Regions from separate parts of the Mus musculus genome. Here region 1 is linked to region 2. The links are chromatin contacts, called in public HiChIP or PLAC-seq maps. All regions are on one chromosome and are shown on one strand. The core of a region is the stretch at or near the end of the contact, and the rest is flanking DNA. Distances in the headings are between cores, read along the strand shown.

The links. HiChIP or PLAC-seq counts read pairs in DNA pulled down with a chosen protein or histone mark.
Region 1: a contact with region 2 is called in an H3K27ac HiChIP or PLAC-seq map of microglia, with 2.9 times the contacts expected there. The contact joins two enhancer-like sites. A contact is called at or near these places in 2 of 39 promoter capture datasets (the C10 cell line and hematopoietic stem and progenitor cells), 6 of 115 datasets of contacts at active chromatin or transcription factors (the HPC-7 cell line, bone marrow-derived macrophages, embryonic stem cells and 1 more) and 3 of 9 other capture datasets (adipose tissue, liver and pancreatic islet).

What each region holds. Positions count from the first base shown.
Region 1 is chr11:80,167,139-80,171,835 of GRCm38.p6, forward strand. Adap2 (ArfGAP with dual PH domains 2) reads left to right here. Exons shown (of 11, transcript NM_172133.1): 7 at 3,540-3,623. Among named protein-coding and RNA genes, the nearest start is that of Rnf135, 14 kb to the right of the region's middle. Within about 2 kb of position 1,618, at least 57 of the 459 cell types and tissues checked have an H3K27ac peak or open chromatin away from gene starts, as enhancers often do. A contact at or near this core is called in adipose tissue, bone marrow-derived macrophages, hematopoietic stem and progenitor cells and 1 more, where this site is marked.
Region 2 is chr11:80,065,948-80,070,611 of GRCm38.p6, forward strand. The region is part of intron 1 of Crlf3 (cytokine receptor-like factor 3); the gene reads right to left. Among named protein-coding and RNA genes, the nearest start is that of Crlf3, 13 kb to the right of the region's middle. Within about 2 kb of position 1,749, at least 89 of the 459 cell types and tissues checked have an H3K27ac peak or open chromatin away from gene starts, as enhancers often do. A contact at or near this core is called in adipose tissue, bone marrow-derived macrophages, hematopoietic stem and progenitor cells and 1 more, where this site is marked.

The DNA of each region.
Region 1 (4,697 bases), core at 368-2,867, 100 kb after region 2:
GGCAGAGATGCTAAGTACACACGGAGAAGCATTGGCTGACACTGTGGGGTCATTTAACTTTGCCAGACGTGCTCTTGGTGACTGTTAGCCTTCATGTCTGAATGTTTGACAACCCTGAAAATACTTTCTCCCCACATTCAAGGGACAGGGACAGATCAGGTCCCTTACTCAGGTCACACAGTAGAGAGTTCCTCAGTCCAGCATCCATTTAACAACTTTTTTTTTTTTTTTTTTTTGTGGGAGGGATCAAAACAGGGTTTCTCTGTATAGCCCTGGCTGTCCTGGAACTCAATTTGTAGACCAGGCTGGCCTCGAACTCAGAGATCCGGCTGCCTCTGCCTCTGCTACTGGAGTGCTGGGGTCAGTGTGCCACTACCACCCGGCCAAGACACTTTTTTAAAATTAGATCTCTTCCTTTTATTTTATGTGTAAGTATGATTCTGCTGGTGAGAGAACCTTGGGCAGCAGCTATCTGGAGTTAGAGGAAGAGATTTTCCCAGGGTTCCTCAAACTGGGGAGGTGACTCTGGACTGCTCCCTAATGCCCACCTTTCTCACGGCTTTTTTTTTTTTTTAAGATTTATTTATTTATTATATGTAAGTACACTGTAGCTGTCTTCAGACACACCAGGAGAGGGCATCAGATCTTGTTACGGATGGTTGTGAGCCACCATGTGGTTGCTGGGATTTGAACTCAGGACCTTTGGAAGAGCAGTCAGTGCTCTTAACTACTGAGCCATCTCTCCAGCCCTTTCTCATGGCTTTTACCTGCTTTGTAGATTGGTTTTTGTTTGCTTGGGGACTTGGTTGGGTTTTTTGTTTGTTTGTTTTTTGGGTGTTTGTTTGTTTGTTTTGTTTTGTTTTTTGTTTTTGTTTTTTTGAGACAGGGTTTCTCTGTGTAGCCCTGGCTGTCCTGGCACTCACTTTGTAGACCAGGCTGGCCTCGAACTCAGAAATCTGCCTGCCTCTGCCTCCGGAGTGTTGGGATTAAAGGCGTGCGCCACCACGCCCAGCTGAGGATTTCGTTGTTATTGTTGTTATTTTGAAGGATTCATACCTGGTAATCTAGGCTAGCCTGGAACTTGTGTAGACTTGGCTGGCCTTGGACACACCCGAGTGCTGAATAAAGGTGTGTACCACCACACCTGGCTCCCACGGGGCCTTTAAGCACCGAGTGACCAGGAAACATCACCTTGAAAGTATTTGACAGTGGTGAGAGGTGATGGAAGCACCCTGGGCTGCAGCTTCTGTCTGCTCAGGCCTGTAAGACTGTTTTTCTTCTCCTTACGCTGCGAATATAAATATAGCCTAAGTACATGCTGGGTTCCTTTTTTTTCTGAGGTGGCTCCATTTTCTGAATGCCTAAGACCCAAGAACTTTTGATTTTCATTTTCTTTCCTTTTTAGGGAGGAGTTGTATTTTGCTATGTAGCTCAGCTGGTCTTGAACTTGGAGCAATCCTCCTGTCTCAACTTTCCTCCCACTGAGATTGTAGGCATAGGCCAACATACCCTGCCAAGAACGCCCTTAACAAACACCAGGACAGGAGACTCAGAAGTCCCACTAGGCCTGTGTGTCTGTCTGGCTATGTCTGGCTTTGGGCGTAGAAAGGAACTTGTTGCTCTCTGTTGAGTCTGCACTCACATGACTTCCTCAATCAGTGCATGACCTCTGTGCCCTGCACCACAGATCTCCCAGCAAGTCTTTCTGCCTCTCCATCCCAGATTCCTGGGAGAGAGCAGATCTGATAAGTCCAGTCCCGTCTCTTTATTGGTCCATCTGCTGTATCCAAGGCAGGGTGGGGACTGTTGGGGTATGAGGTTGAGGATCAGGTCTCAGAGAAACTGGGAGAGGAGCAACCCAGTGGGGAGGAGCAACCTAGAAGGCTTCCATTGTGTCTCACCACTGTGAAATACTTGCACAGGAATTTATTACAACATCTAAACTAATGTATGCAATGAATGGACTGTCATAGGTCAAAGGGTGGGTAGGGTAGGAAGGAGAAGCACGTGGAGTGGTGGGAATGTGGGTAGTGATTGGAGTGGGGATGAGAGAGAGAGGCAGGAGGACAACAAGGTTCAAGTGTGGCCTCCATGACAATCTCCTGTATCAAACATAAGAATAAAATGAAGAGGTGATGTGGTGTGCATGTGCAGTCGCCATACATGGGAGGAAGAAGCAGGAGAATCAAGGGTTCAAGGCTAGCCAGGCGGTGGTGTCTTCGGTGTCTTCAGCATCAGCAGTGGTGACTCATGCTTTAGTCCCAACACTTTGGAGGCAGAGGCAGGCATATCTCTTGTTAGTTCAAGGCCATCCTGGTCCACAGATAGCCAAAGTTTCACAGAGTAACCCTGTCTTGATAAAAGCAAACAAACAAACAAAAAAAAGAGTTCAAGGCTAATCTCTGCTACTTAGATGTTTGAGGAGGCTAGCCTGGACTACATGGGACTCACCACAAAAATAAATAAATAAATAAATACATACATACATACATACATACATACATACATACTAAAAAACAAACAAAAAAGTAAAAAGGACTCTGGAGATACAGAAGTTGTAGAAGGCTTCTCTAAACATTGTAAAATGAGGTGGAGGGGGAAGCTGGAGAGATGTCTCAGCAGTTAAGAGCACTTGCTGTTCTTGCACAGGACCTGGGTTCAGTTCCCTAAACTCACATGGTGGCTCACACAGCTGCTTCTGACTGCAGTTACAGGGGATCTCCAAGGCTGTCTTCTGTCCTTCGTGGGCCCACTCTGGGGCACATATATGCGTGTGGGTGTAGGCATGCACACATACACATGAGGAAAGGAAAGCATGGGTCGGGGTGGGGGAGAAGGAAGGAAGGAAGGAAGGAAGGAAGGAAGGAAGGAAGGAAGGAAGGAAGGAAGGAAGGTAGGTAGGAAGGAGACAGGATGGCTGACTGGAGAGGAGCTGAGAAACCCTTGGGGATGTGGTTCTCCGGTGAGACGATGTTGGCTCACCATTATGAAGGATGTGCTCTCAGTGTGACATCCCCTTGTGGCTGGCCTGTGCATTCCAGGTCCCTCCTGAGCATCTCTGATGGAGGAATGTCTCCACATGCAGCCCCCACCCCCACCTGAAGAACTGTGTCCCAGCACCCCACAGCATCACAGCCCCTGGGAGTCTTAATGCTAAGGAATACAGTCTTAGCCCCACTCCACACCAGTCTCCTAATAGGAATCCAGGAGTGTCTTCTAAACTTAAAGAAGTGTACTAAGCCTTTTTGTGCAGCTCACACTTGTCTTTTTCCGTGGCTGGAAGCTCTTCCTGTCTGTGACTTGTGACTAGCTCAGGGCAGTCCCCTGGGCTCTGATAATCACCCTTTCCAGATGTTCCCTGATGGGACTGTGTGAAGTGTGTATTTCCTGAACCTGTGTGTGTGTGTGTGTGTGTGTGTGTGTGTTTGTGTGTGTGTGTGTGTGTGAAGTAGTGACCCCGTTCCCTGTAGCCCTGTCAGCAAGGTTCTCCCACATCCGCCCATCTCACCACTGTGTGTGCTTTGCATTTTTCCTGGCAGGAGATAGTGGATTGGTTCAATGCTCTCCGTGCAGCCCGCCTGCAATACCTGAAATTGGCCTTTCCTGATCTCCCAGAGTCTGAGGTGAGCTAAATGTGGACTTGACTTCTGCGTGTTCCATCCCCTCCCCCTTTCTCTGCTTGTCTCTTGACCCCTAAGACACACAGGGGCTAGACAAGGTTTACTGCAGTTAAGCCTAGGAAGGCTGGAGTAAAACAACTCTCTGTGGGGTCAAGGGCCTCAGCCTTTGAACATCTTTCTGAAATTTCCCACTGAAATATGCAAATGAGCCTACCTATTGTATGCACAGTGCTTCTAGCCCATTTTATCTGGACCCTTCCTATATAGTAATTACTTAGAACTGAGAGTTGGGTTTGGTGATTGCTCCCATTGCCCTTCCACAGCTGTGTCCTGTGATGCTTGGTCCTTGGGAGATGTTGGGATCTGCCTGTGGTGGTAAAGGTAACAGTAAGCGGAGGACTTCCTATCGATTGTCCCCAGACATCTGGGTTCTACATCTACTTCCTGCAGCCTTGTCTGGGAACAGGAATGACATGGGGCAGAAGATGGTAGTTTAAGCCAGTAGGCCTAGGCCCTCACAGTTGCTCTGTTACTGACATACTGTGTGAGCCTTACAGGTACCTTTCTGAACACATTTCCATATTAGGAAGATGGTGGCTGGTCCAGGTCTCCTTCAGGGTCCCCTCTAAGCTCTGAGGTTCTGTGATTGAGGATGTGGGTTTGTTTTGTTTTGATTTGGGTTTGGTGGTGGTGTTTGTGACATAGTCTCACTGAGTAGCCCAGGCTGGCCTAGAACTCACTATGCAGATTGGGCTGGGCTGGAAATCACCTAGATCTGACAGCCTCTGCCTCCCAAGTGCTGCAATGAAAGGTGTGGGCGTGTGTGTGTGTGTGTGTGTGTGTGTGTGTGTGTACTTATATGTACACATGTGTGTCTATGTGTGTGGAGGTCAGAAGTCAGTCTCATGTGTCATCCTTCAGATGCTGTCTACCTTGACAATCTTTCTCCATTGCCCTGTGCCTTCCCATTAGGCTGGGCTGGCCGTCCAGTGAGCCCCAAGGATCCTCTGGTCTGTGTCTCCCTAGTGCTGAGATTATGGTCCTCATGACAGAAGCTCAGCTTTTTTATGTGGGTAC
Region 2 (4,664 bases), core at 499-2,998:
TGATTGGTGGGACAAGCTGGCCGATAACTGGATCGAGTTGTGATTATGAAATGTTCTTTGCAAAGGGATTCTGTGTGCTCCCTGCTAACTCAGACTACAGGGTTGAGACCAACTGAACACAGCTTAGGAGGAGTAGGAGGGACATACGCTCAGAACTCTCACTTGTCACAGGCACATTGGTGAGTCTGCCCACATTTTAGATGCACTGTCCTCGGTCCACAGAGCCAAGTTTAAAAATCTTTGTGCTAGGAGTTATAACAGAAAAGTCTTTGCATCTCACATATATTCTGAAAGCAAATAAGCTGTTTGTAGTCACCAGATGTTTAATAAAATGTAATGGGCTGGGCATGGTGGCGCACGCCTTTAATCCCAGCACTTGGGAGGCAGAGGCAGGTGGATTTCTGAGTTCGAGGCCAGCCTGGTCTACAAAGTGAGTTCCAGGACAGCCAGGGCTATACAGAGAAACCCCGTCTTCAAAACAAAACAAAACAACAACAACAAAAATGTAATGGATAGGGGCTGGAGAGATGGCTCAGCGGTTAAGAGCACTGATTGCTCTCCTGAAGGTCCTGAGTTCAAATCCCAGCAACCACATGGTGGCTCACAACCACCCATAATGAGATCTGGCGCCCTCTTCTGGAGTGTCTGAGGACAGCTACATTGTACTTAGATATAATAAATAAATAAATCTTTTTAAAAAAATGTAATGGATAAAACACAGTCCATTTCCTCTCAAATACTAACTATAAGTGGGACAGTTCAAACACACGACCTGGGATATGACTCAGGAGTGTAAGCATCTAGATTCAATCTCCAGCAGTAAAGGTGCATACCTTTAATCCGAGCACTTGGGAGGCAGAGGCAGGCAGATTTCTGAGTTCGAGGCCAGCCTGGTCTACAAAATGAGTTCCAGGACAGCCAGGGCTATAAAGAGAAACCCTGTCTCAAAAACCAAAAAAACCAAAACCAAAACCAAAAAAAGAGCTCCCAAAGCCATCATTTTGTTTTACAAACAATAGTAGTTTTATGATCTATTATATACTATTCTAACTCTTAATCCTCTTGCCAGCTTTCTCTTGACTGGAATATTAACATGTGTACACACACACACACACACACACACATACACACACATACACCTACCAAAAATGAATAATATATACATATACGTGTGTGTATGTGTGTGTGTGTGTGTGTGTCAGCACAAGCCCTTAATCCAGCACTTTGGAAGCAGAGGTAGGTGGATCTCTGAGTTCAAGGCCAGCCCGGTTTACAGAGCTAATTCCAGAATAGGTTACACAGAGAAACCCTATCTCGAAAAACCAAAAAATAAACTAAAAAACTACAGAAAGAAAGTCTTATGACTTTTATATTGTTAGCAATGCACAGTGTCAGGCTCTAGACCTGATGCATTTGTTTGTTATTTTGAAAGTCAATATCTCATGGATACCAAGCCTCAATCTCATTGTAGTTCAAGAGGATCCTGAACTTCTGATCTTTCTTCTTTCACCCCTCCAAACTACAGGTAGGTCCCCCCATGTCCAGCTTCAAGCATAGTGGGCAAATACTCTCCCAACTGAGCTACATCTCAGGCCCAGCCCCAGAACCTGAATTTTTTAAGACCATGGTTGATTTATAAATGCAATATAGGTAGAATAAAGTCCACTGTGCCACATTTCAGACCTTCCTCTAAGAGGAAACTCTGCACTTGAGCACTGAACCAGCAAGGCCCTGCCTGGCTCTTTAACGGATACAGCATATGCAGGAAGTGCCCTGGTTAGGTAAAGTCAATTTCCTCTTTAGAAAGAATTCAGAAGCTCCCTCAGAAATTGCAAGCCCGTGTTATTTTGTTGGTTTTGTCTGACAACCTTAGGGAAAGAGGAAATATGTCAACATTAGTGAGGACTGTGGAGGGAAGCCTCCACTTCCAAACCTGCCCCCCAGGCGCTCGCCGGGCATGCATGTGGTGTCTGTTGTTCACAGAACACCAACCACTGCCTTTTCAAACCTCCTTGGTTTTCCCTTAGATCATTTTCTTCTTCCAAAAAATAGCTCACAGTTTAAAGCTCAGTCAACATTAATCTAACCATAGTAATCAAGTATCAAGTTTTTTGGCTTTATGAAAACAGTTCACTGATGAGTCTCCCAGTTTGAGGTAGGCTAATGTGTTTCCTCTTATCTGACTACAGCATCATACCTGCACAGTCTACAATGGAGGGAAAAAAACTCAAGACTTCCCTGTGCCCCACATCTGAGTCCAGGAGCCATGTTCTTGCTACCGAGGTGATTTTGACTTACAGATGTGATTTTAACAAGTTCCAAGCAAGATGGCACACTTCTGTAATCCAAACACTCAAACGTAGAGGCAAGAGCCAGAGATCTATTGAATAAGTTCCAGACTAGCCAGTGCTATACTAGGAAACAATGCCGATAGTTCTAGGCCAGCCAAGAGAGAGAGAAAGTATAAATGGCAGGCAACTTAAGGACTCCAGGAGGAAACTGTAATTTATACAGTTTATATTCGTCAGTCATATTCTGAACTCCTACTGAAACCTCCAGTGTGACAAGATCATTAAAACTTTTCTTTTCTCTTCTCTTCTCTTCCTTTCTCTCTTTCTCTTTCTCTCTCTCTCTCTAGCCCTAGCTGTCCCGGAGCTCACAGAGATTTATCTGCCTGCCTCTGCCTCCTCAGTGCTGGATTAAAAGTTTGCTGTCACCGGCCATCCTTGCAAGATTATTAAAAGTGACAAGATTATTTAAGCTCACTGTTTAACCTTTTGAAGGTAACAGGATGATGAGCTCACAAAATACTATCCATTGATACAAGACAACACACAACTGAACTACTTTCCTCAGAGTTTAGTTATCAAAAGGTCATAAAGTTGGGGCTGGAGAGATTGCTCAGCAGTTAAGAACACTGGCTGGTCTTCCAGTGGACCCAGGCTTAATTCCCAGCATCTACATGGTAGCTCACAAGGCTATAACTCCAGCTGCTGAGTATCTGACACCTTCACACAGCTATACATGCAGGCAAAACACCAATGCACATAAAATAAATAAGTCATTTAAAAAGATCATACAATGTATTTTTTAAAGATTGATTTATCGCCGGGCAGTGGTGGCCCATGCCTTTAATCCCAGCACTTGGGAGACAGAGGCAGGTGGATTTCTGAGTTCGAGGCCAGCCTGGTCTACAGAGTGAGTTCCAGGACAGCCAGGGCTACACAGAGAAACCCTGTCTCAAAAAAGCAAAAAACAAACAAACAAAAAAAGAGATTTATTTATTTATTTTATGTATCTGAGTACACTGTAGCTGTCTTCAGACACATCAGAAGAGGACGTCAGATCCCATTACAGATGGTTGTGAGCCACCATGTGGTTGCTGGGAATTGAACTCAGGACCTCTGGAAGAACAGCCAATACTCTTAACCCCTGAGCCATCTCCCCAGCCCCTATAAAATGTATTTAAACCTTAATTAAGACCACACCTTTAGGGCTGGTGAGATGGCTCAGTGGGTTAGAGCACCCGACTGCTCTTCCGAAGGTCCAGAGTTCAAATCCCAGCAACCACATGGTGGCTCACAACCATCCGTAACGAGATCTAAAGACAGCTACAGTGTACTTACATATAATAAATAAATAAAACCTTTAAAAAAAAAAAAAAAAAAGACCACACCTTTAATCCTAGCACTCAGGAGGCAGAGTCAGGTGTGATTAGACAGTGTCTCACTAAGTAGCCTTGGCCTGGAACTCATTATGTAGCCCAGGCTACCCTTATACTCCCAGGAATCCTCCCTCCTCAGCTTTAGTGATAAGATTATGAATGTGCTGCACCAAAGAACTAACAGCTTCTAACCTGCTGAACTTTTGCAGTTTATTATACAGCAGGAGATAATCAAACAGCATGGTGAGACAGATGATTAACTCTAGATTAACTGCATTAATGAAGAAAATGCACATCATCAAGATTACAATCTAAGAAGAATCTCTGCAAAACTACACCCACACATTCACAAAGGCTTTCATTTACATGTTTACTGAGTTGATTATGTGCCAGGAATCTGGATTGTAAAAACGATTAAGGCGGGGCTGGAGAGCTGGCTCAGTGGTTAAGAGCACTGGCTGCTCTTCCAAAGGACCCAGATTTAATGCCCAGCAACCACATGGCAGCTGTGTGAGCATACCTGTCTGTAACCCCAGTTTCAGGGGATCTGATACCGTCACATAGACAAAAATGCAGGCAAAACACAATGCACATAAAAGCTAATTAATTAATTAAAATCACCCCAAAACAAAACAATAAATATGTCATGATCTTGACCTTAAAGAACTCATTCTCTGGACATGGTGGCATATCACTCACAAGCACAGCATTCAAGAGCCTGGGGCGGGAACACCTCAAGTTTCAAGCCAGCCTACAAAACAAAACCTTTCATTTTGGAAAAGGAGGCAGAAGGTTTTGCACACTAGTAACTGTAATAAAATTTATTAAGTTCTTATATAAATGGGACAGCCAAAAACTACCACCAAAATTAAAAAAGGGCATTTTGTTGGGGAAAAACATAGCAGACATTTAAAAAATAAGCTGTCAGTAGAAGCAAAAGATGTCACCTTGAACAACAATTTTTAGTAGTTTTATTGTGGCTAATATTAGTTGAGAACAT